Regions from separate parts of the Sus scrofa genome. Here regions 2 and 3 are each linked to region 1. Evidence: chromatin contacts called from public HiChIP or PLAC-seq data. All regions are on one chromosome and are shown on one strand. The core of a region is the stretch at or near the end of the contact, and the rest is flanking DNA. Distances in the headings are between cores, read along the strand shown. Region 1 holds the start of TP53INP2 (tumor protein p53-inducible nuclear protein 2). Region 2 overlaps PIGU (phosphatidylinositol glycan anchor biosynthesis class U). Region 3 overlaps PIGU (phosphatidylinositol glycan anchor biosynthesis class U).

The links. HiChIP or PLAC-seq counts read pairs in DNA pulled down with a chosen protein or histone mark.
Region 2: an H3K27ac HiChIP or PLAC-seq map of skeletal muscle shows a contact between it and region 1. The contact joins the enhancer-like site here to the promoter of TP53INP2 in region 1. A contact is called at or near these places in 1 of 5 promoter capture datasets (liver), 6 of 47 Hi-C or Micro-C datasets (heart right ventricle, liver, psoas muscle and 1 more) and 1 of 2 datasets of contacts at active chromatin or transcription factors (skeletal muscle).
Region 3: a contact with region 1 is called in an H3K27ac HiChIP or PLAC-seq map of skeletal muscle. The contact joins the enhancer-like site here to the promoter of TP53INP2 in region 1. A contact is called at or near these places in 1 of 5 promoter capture datasets (liver), 4 of 47 Hi-C or Micro-C datasets (embryonic fibroblasts, liver and skeletal muscle) and 2 of 2 datasets of contacts at active chromatin or transcription factors (alveolar macrophages and skeletal muscle).

The regions. Positions count from the first base shown.
Region 1 is chr17:38,102,624-38,105,570 of Sscrofa11.1, reverse strand. It overlaps TP53INP2 (tumor protein p53-inducible nuclear protein 2), which reads right to left and starts at 1,382. Exons shown (of 4, transcript XM_003359949.4): 1 at 1,140-1,382.
Region 2 is chr17:37,988,333-37,991,279 of Sscrofa11.1, reverse strand. PIGU (phosphatidylinositol glycan anchor biosynthesis class U) reads left to right here. Exons shown (of 12, transcript NM_001185136.1): 8 at 99-253; 9 at 1,980-2,123. Among named protein-coding and RNA genes, the nearest start is that of MAP1LC3A, 32 kb to the right of the region's middle. Within about 2 kb of position 1,534, at least 26 of the 83 cell types and tissues checked have an H3K27ac peak or open chromatin away from gene starts, as enhancers often do. A contact at or near this core is called in liver and skeletal muscle, where this site is marked.
Region 3 is chr17:38,032,860-38,035,806 of Sscrofa11.1, reverse strand. It overlaps PIGU (phosphatidylinositol glycan anchor biosynthesis class U), which reads left to right. Exons shown (of 12, transcript NM_001185136.1): 5 at 1,216-1,325. Among named protein-coding and RNA genes, the nearest start is that of PIGU, 47 kb to the left of the region's middle. Within about 2 kb of position 1,481, at least 24 of the 83 cell types and tissues checked have an H3K27ac peak or open chromatin away from gene starts, as enhancers often do. A contact at or near this core is called in liver and skeletal muscle, where this site is marked.

The sequences.
Region 1 (2,947 bases), core at 133-2,632:
TTTCCTCCTGGTCCCTCTCTGTGAACAGAGGGAGGGGCAACACAAGCCTTGTAATCATCAGCACTAGGCCAGGTCAGTCCTTCCTAGCTGACAACTCTGATGTTGGGAGGCAAAGAAGGGCCAAACAAAGGGAACTCTCACCTCTACCCCATCCCAACATCGGCCCTGGAGACAGCCTGATGCAGCCACTGACTCACCTTTCTGCAGTCAAAACAGATGGGAGGGAGTAATTTTACTGGGCTCTGGAACTCCAGGGTATAAAGTAAGGATCAGGGCTTCAAAAGGGGACCCAATCTCCTAGGAGCCCTATCAAATTTGGATGGCGCTTAGCCCAAGGTACAGTCCTCAGTGGAAGGAGAATGTGTAACTACTTGTAATAAGCTCATACTAAGTATGTGCCCAGGGCTAATGCATCTGCCACTCACTAGGCAGGCATGACTCTAATTGGCTGCAGGACCTAGAGTAAGCCACTTGCCCGCTCCTGGCCTCAGTTTTCCCTTCCGTGAAATGGGGTCTAAGACCCCTCCTTTCGGGAAGTGACGTGACCTCAGTTAAGGCGCTGCACACATTTCAGGGATTAGAAGGATGTAATTATGTTAGTCCAGGGGTGCAGAGCCTGGAGCCAGAGGGAGGGGATTCCACCACCATCTGGCGCTGCCTCAACGATCCGGCTGGAGCCAAAGCTTCAGGCGCCCCTGAACTCCTGACAACCCCCTCCCCCAATGTAGACCCAGTAACGCTGTTTGAACCTCTCTCAAGTCGCAAGGAGAAAGTAGAGGATCAGAGGCTTGAACGCAGCTCTTGGATTAATCCAGAAAACTGGAGGACCTTTTGGTCCCGCTGCCTTTCAGCGTCCCTCACCCGTGGGCCCAGTCCCGACTCAGCGCCCGACGGGTCACGGGAGGACAGGCGACCCGAGCCGGGAGGGGGTGGGGGGGCGGTCCCGGCCTTGGTGACGTCTCAATGTCATATGCAAATATGCAGACGTCAGAGTCTACCGGACGGGCGGCAGCCAATCCAGAGGCGGGAGTGCAGCCCCGGCGGCCGCCGGCGGAAAGAGACAAAGACCCGGGAGCTGGGGGAGCGGGGAGTGTTCTGGGGCCCCGGGAGCCCAGGGGCCAAAGCTGATCAGAACTCACCTGGGGCAGGGGCGGGGCGGCAGGCGGAGGTGGCGCTGAGGTAGTTGTGAGGCGGAGTGTCCTAGGGTCCGCGGCTGATCACAGGCCCCGCCGCATCGCGGGGGCTAGGCGGGGAGGCGGCGGGGGTACGGGTCGGACGTTCCGGGTTGCTGCGCTCGCCCGCTGGGCTTCGAGTCTGTGCAGCAGCTGCTGGGCTCACAGCACAAATTGGAGCGTTCAAACAGCTGATTGTGACGTCACAAAGGGGCCCGCCCGCCTCGCGTCAGCGACCGGCGAAGCGGCGGCCAATCCCAGGCTGCGGATCTCCCCTCCCCGCCTCCTCCTTGGTTCGCTGGCTAGTGGCTCCCTCCCGGGATCAAGACTCCGAGCCGGAGGCTGGGGGGTGGGGCGTTCGGAGACGCGACTGCTGGGCGCTTGGAGCCCCTGCTCCTGGGCGACCCCACAGACCTCTCAGTGAGGAGAATTACCACTCCTTCTACAGGATCCCCATCTTTCTGTACTCCCTCCGCATATCCCAGCGCCTTTGCCCCTCCTGTCCGTTCACCTGTATCCTCTATCCAAATCCCTCGGTCTGTACCCTTTTCTCAACTCCGCGCCACATCCGTGACCTTCCAGTCTCCTCCTCCCCGCCCTTCTCCCGGGCCTCCGTTTTCTGCCTCACCTTCTCACCCCTACGCATTATCTGCTCTGCCGCTCCATTTTTCCTCATCTGGACAGGCTTGAGAGGTGGGGCACATCTCCCTTCCCCGGTTCCAGGGGTGTACCCGGGAGTATAGGAGAGTTGGTTAGACTGACAGAATATTTTTCAGAGTAGGACTTGGAGAGGGATTGCTCTGGGCTGAATAAACACTGAGCTAGAGAGTGCTCAGCACTGGAACGTTTCCACATCTTGTTTAACCCACCTTGCTGCTGGGGCTGGACAGAAAAGTGACGGGACAGGGATTGATTATTAGCCTCGATTTACACGCGGGAAAACTGAGACTCAACAAATCTCATGCTTAGTATGTAGATTTATATTCAGCAATGCATTGAGCAAATATTGAGTACCTACTATTGCTGCTGCCAGACCGGTAGCTGATATTTATTGAACACTTACTGAGTGCGAGGCACTGTGCTATAGTGCTTTATATGTCTTTTGATCTTCACAACAACCCTGAAAGATGGGTGTTATGCCCCTCCCCATTTTCCAGCTGAAGAAACAGGCTCAGAGAGCCTAAGCGATTTCCCAAGGTCACAAAGCTACAGCAAATGGCAGAGCCAGAACTTGAACCCATAGTTCCAGGCCCCAAATCTCTCCACTCTCTATAGGCACCAGACTGTCTAAATCCCAGAATGCTTCAGCCTCCCCAGGGAGATCTAGGCACAGTCTTGACTTTCCCCAAACTTGCTGTGTGACCTCAAGCAAGTCATGTTACCTCTCTGGACCTCAATTTCATTATCTATCAAACTTAACATATCCAAGTTTCCTTTTAGAGGTTCCTTCAAATGCTCCACCCTCAGGATTCTGCCAATCCCATCCTCTAGGTCCCCAGCATTCTCAGCAGCCTGAGAAATGCCTGGGGAAAAACCACGCACACACATCCTCAGAGTCTCCAGGGTTTTCTGGTTCCTCTCTTGGAGGAGCTGGGCTAGTCGGGTTGGGTCTGAGAGCTGCTCATCCGGCCCATCAGGAGGTGGGGGTAGGGTGGGGTGGGGGTGGGTGGGGTGAGCTAGGCCAGAGTGGCTGCTCTGGTTCTAAAATCCTGTCCCAGTCTAATTCAGACTAGGGGGACTCCTCAGTCCTAGCAACTGGGAGAAGGAACCAGGAA
Region 2 (2,947 bases), core at 285-2,784, 110 kb after region 1:
TGTGGCCTCTGTTTTGCAGAAGGAACCGTGAAGTTTAATCTGATAACTGCTCTTTATCCTTGAGATCCTTAAAAACACTGTTCTGCCTTCTCTCCTAGCGGCAGTACATACCGGTGAAAGTGAAGAGCAAAGCGTTCTGGATCTTCTCTTGGGAGTATGCCATGATGTATGTGGGAAGCCTAGTGGTAATCGTTTGCCTCTCCTTCTTCCTTCTCAGCTCCTGGGATTTCATCCCTGCAGTCTATGGCTTCATGTAAGTAACGGCCTCATTAGAACCCTCTAGAAGTTAATTTAGTGTTCACACCTCCATCTGGAATCAGAGGGAGAGCAAGCACAGGCAGCATCTAGAGCAGTGGTCCTTAGCCTCTAGCGTGCATCAGAATCATCTGCAGGGCTTGAATACCCAGCTTGCTGGACTCCCTCCAGAGGTTCTGATTAAGTAAGTCTGGGGTAGGGACCAAGAATTTGCATTTCTAGTAAGTTTTCAGGTGATGTGTTCCAGGGAACACCCTTTGAGAACCACTGGTCTCTTACAGTTGAGGAACACTTTCGGGGAACTTCCAAAGCAACTACCAGCCTCTGACTGGGAGATTCTGACTTAATCCCAAACAGGAATGGATGTGTATCTCCATTGCAAGAGGATCTCCAACAGTTTTAAAATAAAGCCGTCTTCCATATGCCAGACTTTTAGAGAAAATTGAAATTCCCGTGTGGTTTAGAGTTCCCTGGTGGCCCAGCAGTTAAAGATTTACTGTTGTCACTGCTGCAACTTGGGTTTCATCCCTGGACTGGAAACTTCACATGCCGTGGGCATGACCAAAACAAACAAACCCCCAAAAAACAGAAAGAAATGGGTTTTCAAGATGAATCCTGTAGACATTTCCACATTTCTCAGGATAGTCTCTGCCCAAGCATGGGACTCACAGCCCCGTGAGTGATAGACACTTAAACCAGCCAGAGTGGGAAAGGGATCTATGTCTGCGCTGCTTATTTGTGTAAAATTTTGGCTGAGCCTAACAATGACCAGTAACCTTCAGTTTTTCATGCTCTGCCTTGGAGAAGAGTTTAGAATGCCCAATGAAAGGCTTTTCCTAGTTTTCTGCTGGTCCACAGATTGTGTGCTGTACTTAATTTCACAGAAAAGGAAATGTAGTTACAGCAGGAAGCAAAGACTTGCCCTGGGTGGAGGCCTTCGTCAGTGAAATTTGACCATGAACTGTTGCCTCTCTCTCTCCCTTTCTGCGCTCCACTTATTGTACTTTTAAGATTGTGAATTGACATCAGTTTCAACCCTGTATTTTTTTAAATAGAAAAAATATAATGTAAAATTTGTAGAAGAGCCGAAATTGCAGCCTATCTTTATCTGATATAACCAGACCAAAAGTTTTCCAGATAAATCCTTATTTCCCAAACAAGGTCTGGGATCCTAGCCAGGACCTGGCAGTGGTTCCTCAGGCCCCTGGAAGGCTCACTGCAGAGTGTCAGGCACTCAGTCTTCTGGCTGCAGCTTGTGGGCATGTGGAGCACGAATGGGGAGAACAGGATCTCTGAGCTTGTCTTCTACACAGGTTTTTGGAATGCCCCAAATAGGCATTGTTGGTTTTAGACCCATTCCTCTCTTGCTCCAGTGTGGGTACCTCCTGACTTTGAACAAATACATATCCTGGACAGTAAAAGAGGGACTGGTGTTTTGATTTCTGGCATGAATTCCTGCCTTGTTTCAGATCTCTGATGCATGCCAGAGTTTGGCTCAGGTAATATTTTTTTATGGGTTATTATTCTCTGTGCCTCTGCCCATTATTTTTTTAATTACCTGGGCCTGGGGTGCCTGCAGAGCCCCTCACATCCTGATTTCTGTGGAGACAAAGTTGTCCTTGACTGCCCAGCAGTGACCAAAGCCTTCAGGAGAAAACCAGGTCAAAGCAGATTGTTTATAATTTTGTTCTCATTTTTCTCTGCCTTTGTTTTCTTCATTCCAGACTTTCTGTTCCAGATCTCACTCCAAACATTGGTCTCTTCTGGTACTTCTTTGCAGAGATGTTTGAGCACTTCAGCCTCTTCTTTGTATGTGTGTTTCAGATCAACGTCTTCTTCTACACCATCCCCTTAGCCATAAAGCTGAAGTAAGTGGTTGGACCTGCTGCTTTTTTTTGTCCACAGAGCCATTTGTAGCTTTGCAGGTACCCTTCAAAACATCTGCTATCAGGTTTTATTTTTGCCCAGGGAGCCCAGTCAGTCTTCAGTCGCTTCAATGGCTGTACCCAGCAGTAGAGCCACACATGAGGGCAGGCTGCAGAGATGTTGCTCCAGAGCCCTGATATTTCCCCTGGCTTCACTTTGGGATCCTTGAACCCATGTTATTGCTGAGCCCAGTCGTTTTAGATAAAGGTGGGGCTTGGGGAGGAGGAGGAATCCTTAGAAAAAGTGGATCCTGTTGGGTGTCCTCCATCAGCATCCTGGTAACAGTTTGCCCAAAGGGTCTCAGGACGTGTTAGTTGGGAAGCTGGCCACCTGCAACTATGTTTAATCTTTTGATCAGTTTCCCTCAAAGGAGTTACCTATGAGCTCTCTTCTCTAGCATAACGGAGCTAACATCTAGGATTTTTTTTAATCATTTTAGGGCCGTACCAGCAGCATGTGGAAGTTCCCAGGCTAGGGGTCAAACTGGAGCTGCAGCTGCTGGCCTTCACCACAGCCACAGCAATGTGGGATCCAAACCACGTCTGCGACCAATACCACAGCTCACGGCAACACCAGATCCTTAACCCACTGAGCGAAGCCAGGGATCAAACCTGCGTCCTCATGGATACTAGTCAGGTTTGTTACTGCTGAGCAACTGTAGGAACTCCTGTCTAGGCTTTTTGAAATACAGTCATGCCTAACCCTTCCAGCAACTCTTACTGGTAGGCATTATTATCACTTCCATTTTATAATTGAAGGAATTGCC
Region 3 (2,947 bases), core at 232-2,731, 70 kb after region 1:
TATTAGAATTTAGGGTTTATCATTCCCACACATGGCCTTACCTTTTGCTGTATTTGTAAATATCCCTAAATAACATATAGTAGTATTTTGCATGTTTTTAACTTTATGTAAATTGTGTGATACAGTGTATATTCTGTTGCCATCTGTGTTTTTCACCATTAAGTCTTTAATCACATACTACTTTGGCTTCTCTGAATTACTCTGTTTTATAATGGGTTGTCACATTGATTTTATATTCTCTAAGCTCCTTAAATCAGCAGGGCTACCCATTTTGGGTTCAGAGTTTGTTTCCTTCTGTAGTCTGACCCATGTTTGCTCATAGGGTGGCCTGCCTTTTTTTTCCTTCTGCAGCATATCCATGAACTTGTTGGGGCACACATGGGGAAGGCCAGAGCTTTCCACCCTCATCTCACTCCCTCTTAACTCTTCACTCCAGCTGCCCAGCCACACCTAGCCCTCTTCCCTCTTCTCTTCATTGTGGTCATTCTCCACTTCCTCAGAGGAAGTGAACAACTTTAAACAGGAGAGCTTGGACACTGTGACATTCAGGGAATCATTCCACTTTGCATGAAAATATTTGACTTTGCTGATGGAACGTTGGAGTCCTTGGACCACTGATGCTAACTCCTCAAAATGGCTGAAAACTTTGCCATTCAGTCATTTATTTAGCCATTCAGCAGATAGTTAATGTTTACTCACTGTGCCAGATATTGGCAAATAACATGATCCCTGGCCTCATGGAATTTATAGTATCGTGAAGGAGAAAGCTATTAGTCAGTCACATAAATTTAAAAGTTTTAGTGTAAATAGTACTATGAAAAAATGCATATAGTAGGGAGATTTTTACAGCTTTCTGAGGAAGTGATGATTTAATTGAGGTCTACCTAGGGAGTTAACTAAAGAAAGAGAAAAAGAGGTGGTTCCAGGTTAAATGCAAAGGTCTTAAAATTAAAAAAAAATTTTTTTTAATTAAAAAAATAAAAATTAAAAATTAAAAAAATTAAAATAAACAAAGGCCTGAGAGCAGGAGGGGTGTGGCACACTCATGGTGCTCCAACCCACAAAGTGAGAGGTGCAAGGAGTGGGTGTGAGATGATGGAGAGGTAAAGCCAGGTCAGGAGGGCCATGTGGGCCCTGGAAGGACTTTTGTCTTCACTGTAAAAGCAATGGGAAGTTATTTGTTTCGTGTAATTTTGTCACTTTTCTTTTTTCCAGTTCAAAAAGCAGAAACTCCTCCTAGAACTAGACCAGTATGCCCCAGATGTGGCTGAACTCATCCGGACCCCTATGGAAATGCGTCACATCCCTCTGAAAGTGGCCGTGTTGTAAGTATTCTCTGACCAAACAGGGCTCAGTGCCAGCAAATGCGAGGAAAATCTGATGAGACCTTTTCATGTTGTTTGTTGTATTTTTGGAGATCTGCAGTCTTAGTCATCCAGTATTAGCTATAGTTCTGTTGCACAACTGGGGTTCTGGCCAGGAAAAGAGACAGAGCCATTCTGTCTCTGTTGGGACAAAGCCTCACACAGGCACATGCACAATCAACCCTTCACAAATGCTTTTTCATTCCATCCTGATCTGGGCTCCGGCCTCCTTGTAACCAGTTTTCTTAAAAAAAGAAAGAAAGAAAGAAAAATTAATTTCTTCAGTTATGATATATGATTGCACGAAATTCTGATCTTCGTGCAGCTGTTATTTCAAGCAACTCCAGTGTTTCATGTACAATTTGGTCCTCCATTTGTAGTTCAAAAAATTGCAGTGAAGTGCCAAACAGACCCATCCCACCTGGGTGACCAGTATGGGAGAATGGAATTTACTGAGGCTCTATGAAAAAATTCTCTAGGAGTTCTCTGTGATGCCCATTATGTTCTTTCTTAACTTACACCTATTTATATTCCTGAGATAGGCAAATATGAATAATTATTTAGGCAACTAATAGTAAATATTAATAATAACTAGTTTCTAGGGATACGATACACAGTAAACAGGGCAGACAAGTTTCCTCATGGAAAAACATGACCTTAGAACTTCAGATTTAGAAGGGGCCATATGAGGACAGTTTATTCAACCCTCCGCCTTGTGTGTGACTCTCCTATTCAGCATTCCAGATAGGTGGCCTGCGTAGCCACTTCTTGAACATCACCTGCTATTTAGAAATATCTTTTTCTCTTCTCCCATCAAACAAATTTGAGGTATCAGTTCATATCTATGTATTTCAGAAATAAGGGTGAGAACTACCTAATAGAACCAGAGGTTTGGCAACATTATGAATCCCTTGTGGACTTGTATGTCTCCAGGGGTAGTTTTGTAATAGCAAAAACCATTTCTTTAAAGATTGTGTAACGAGCCTCTCTATAAATGCTGGGAAAAAACACCAACAATTTATGGGCCTTTGGCTTTAGAACTCCTAATCTTACAGCCCTGAGAGGTGTTAGATTTATGGTCTTTATTTGTGAATAGTAACTATAATCTCTCCTTGAGACACTGGTTTGTCTCTTCCTATCTGAAAATCAGAATTATGTAACTGATATCCCATTTCACTTTGTCTGCCAGGAAACTCAGAGCCAGATTTAAAACTGATTATTTCAGTGCTATAGGAGACCCATTTGGTCTTCTTTCCCTGGCTTTTACTTTTTCCTTTTATTTATATTTTCCCTGGTCTTAATGCTTTCTTGCTTTCTTATTTTTTTTTCCTTTTTTTTTTTATGGCCACATCGGAGGCACATGGAAGTTCCCAGGCTAGGGGTCCAGTCGGAGCTTAAGCTGCCAACCTATGCCAGAGCCATAGCAACACCAGATCCAAGCTGCATCTGTTACCTAGACCACAGCTTATGGCAACGCCAGATCCTTAACCCACTGAGCAGGGCCAAGGATCGAACCTGTGTCTTCATGGATACTAGTCAGGTTCATTTCCACTTAGCCACAATGGGGACTCCTTGATGGTTTA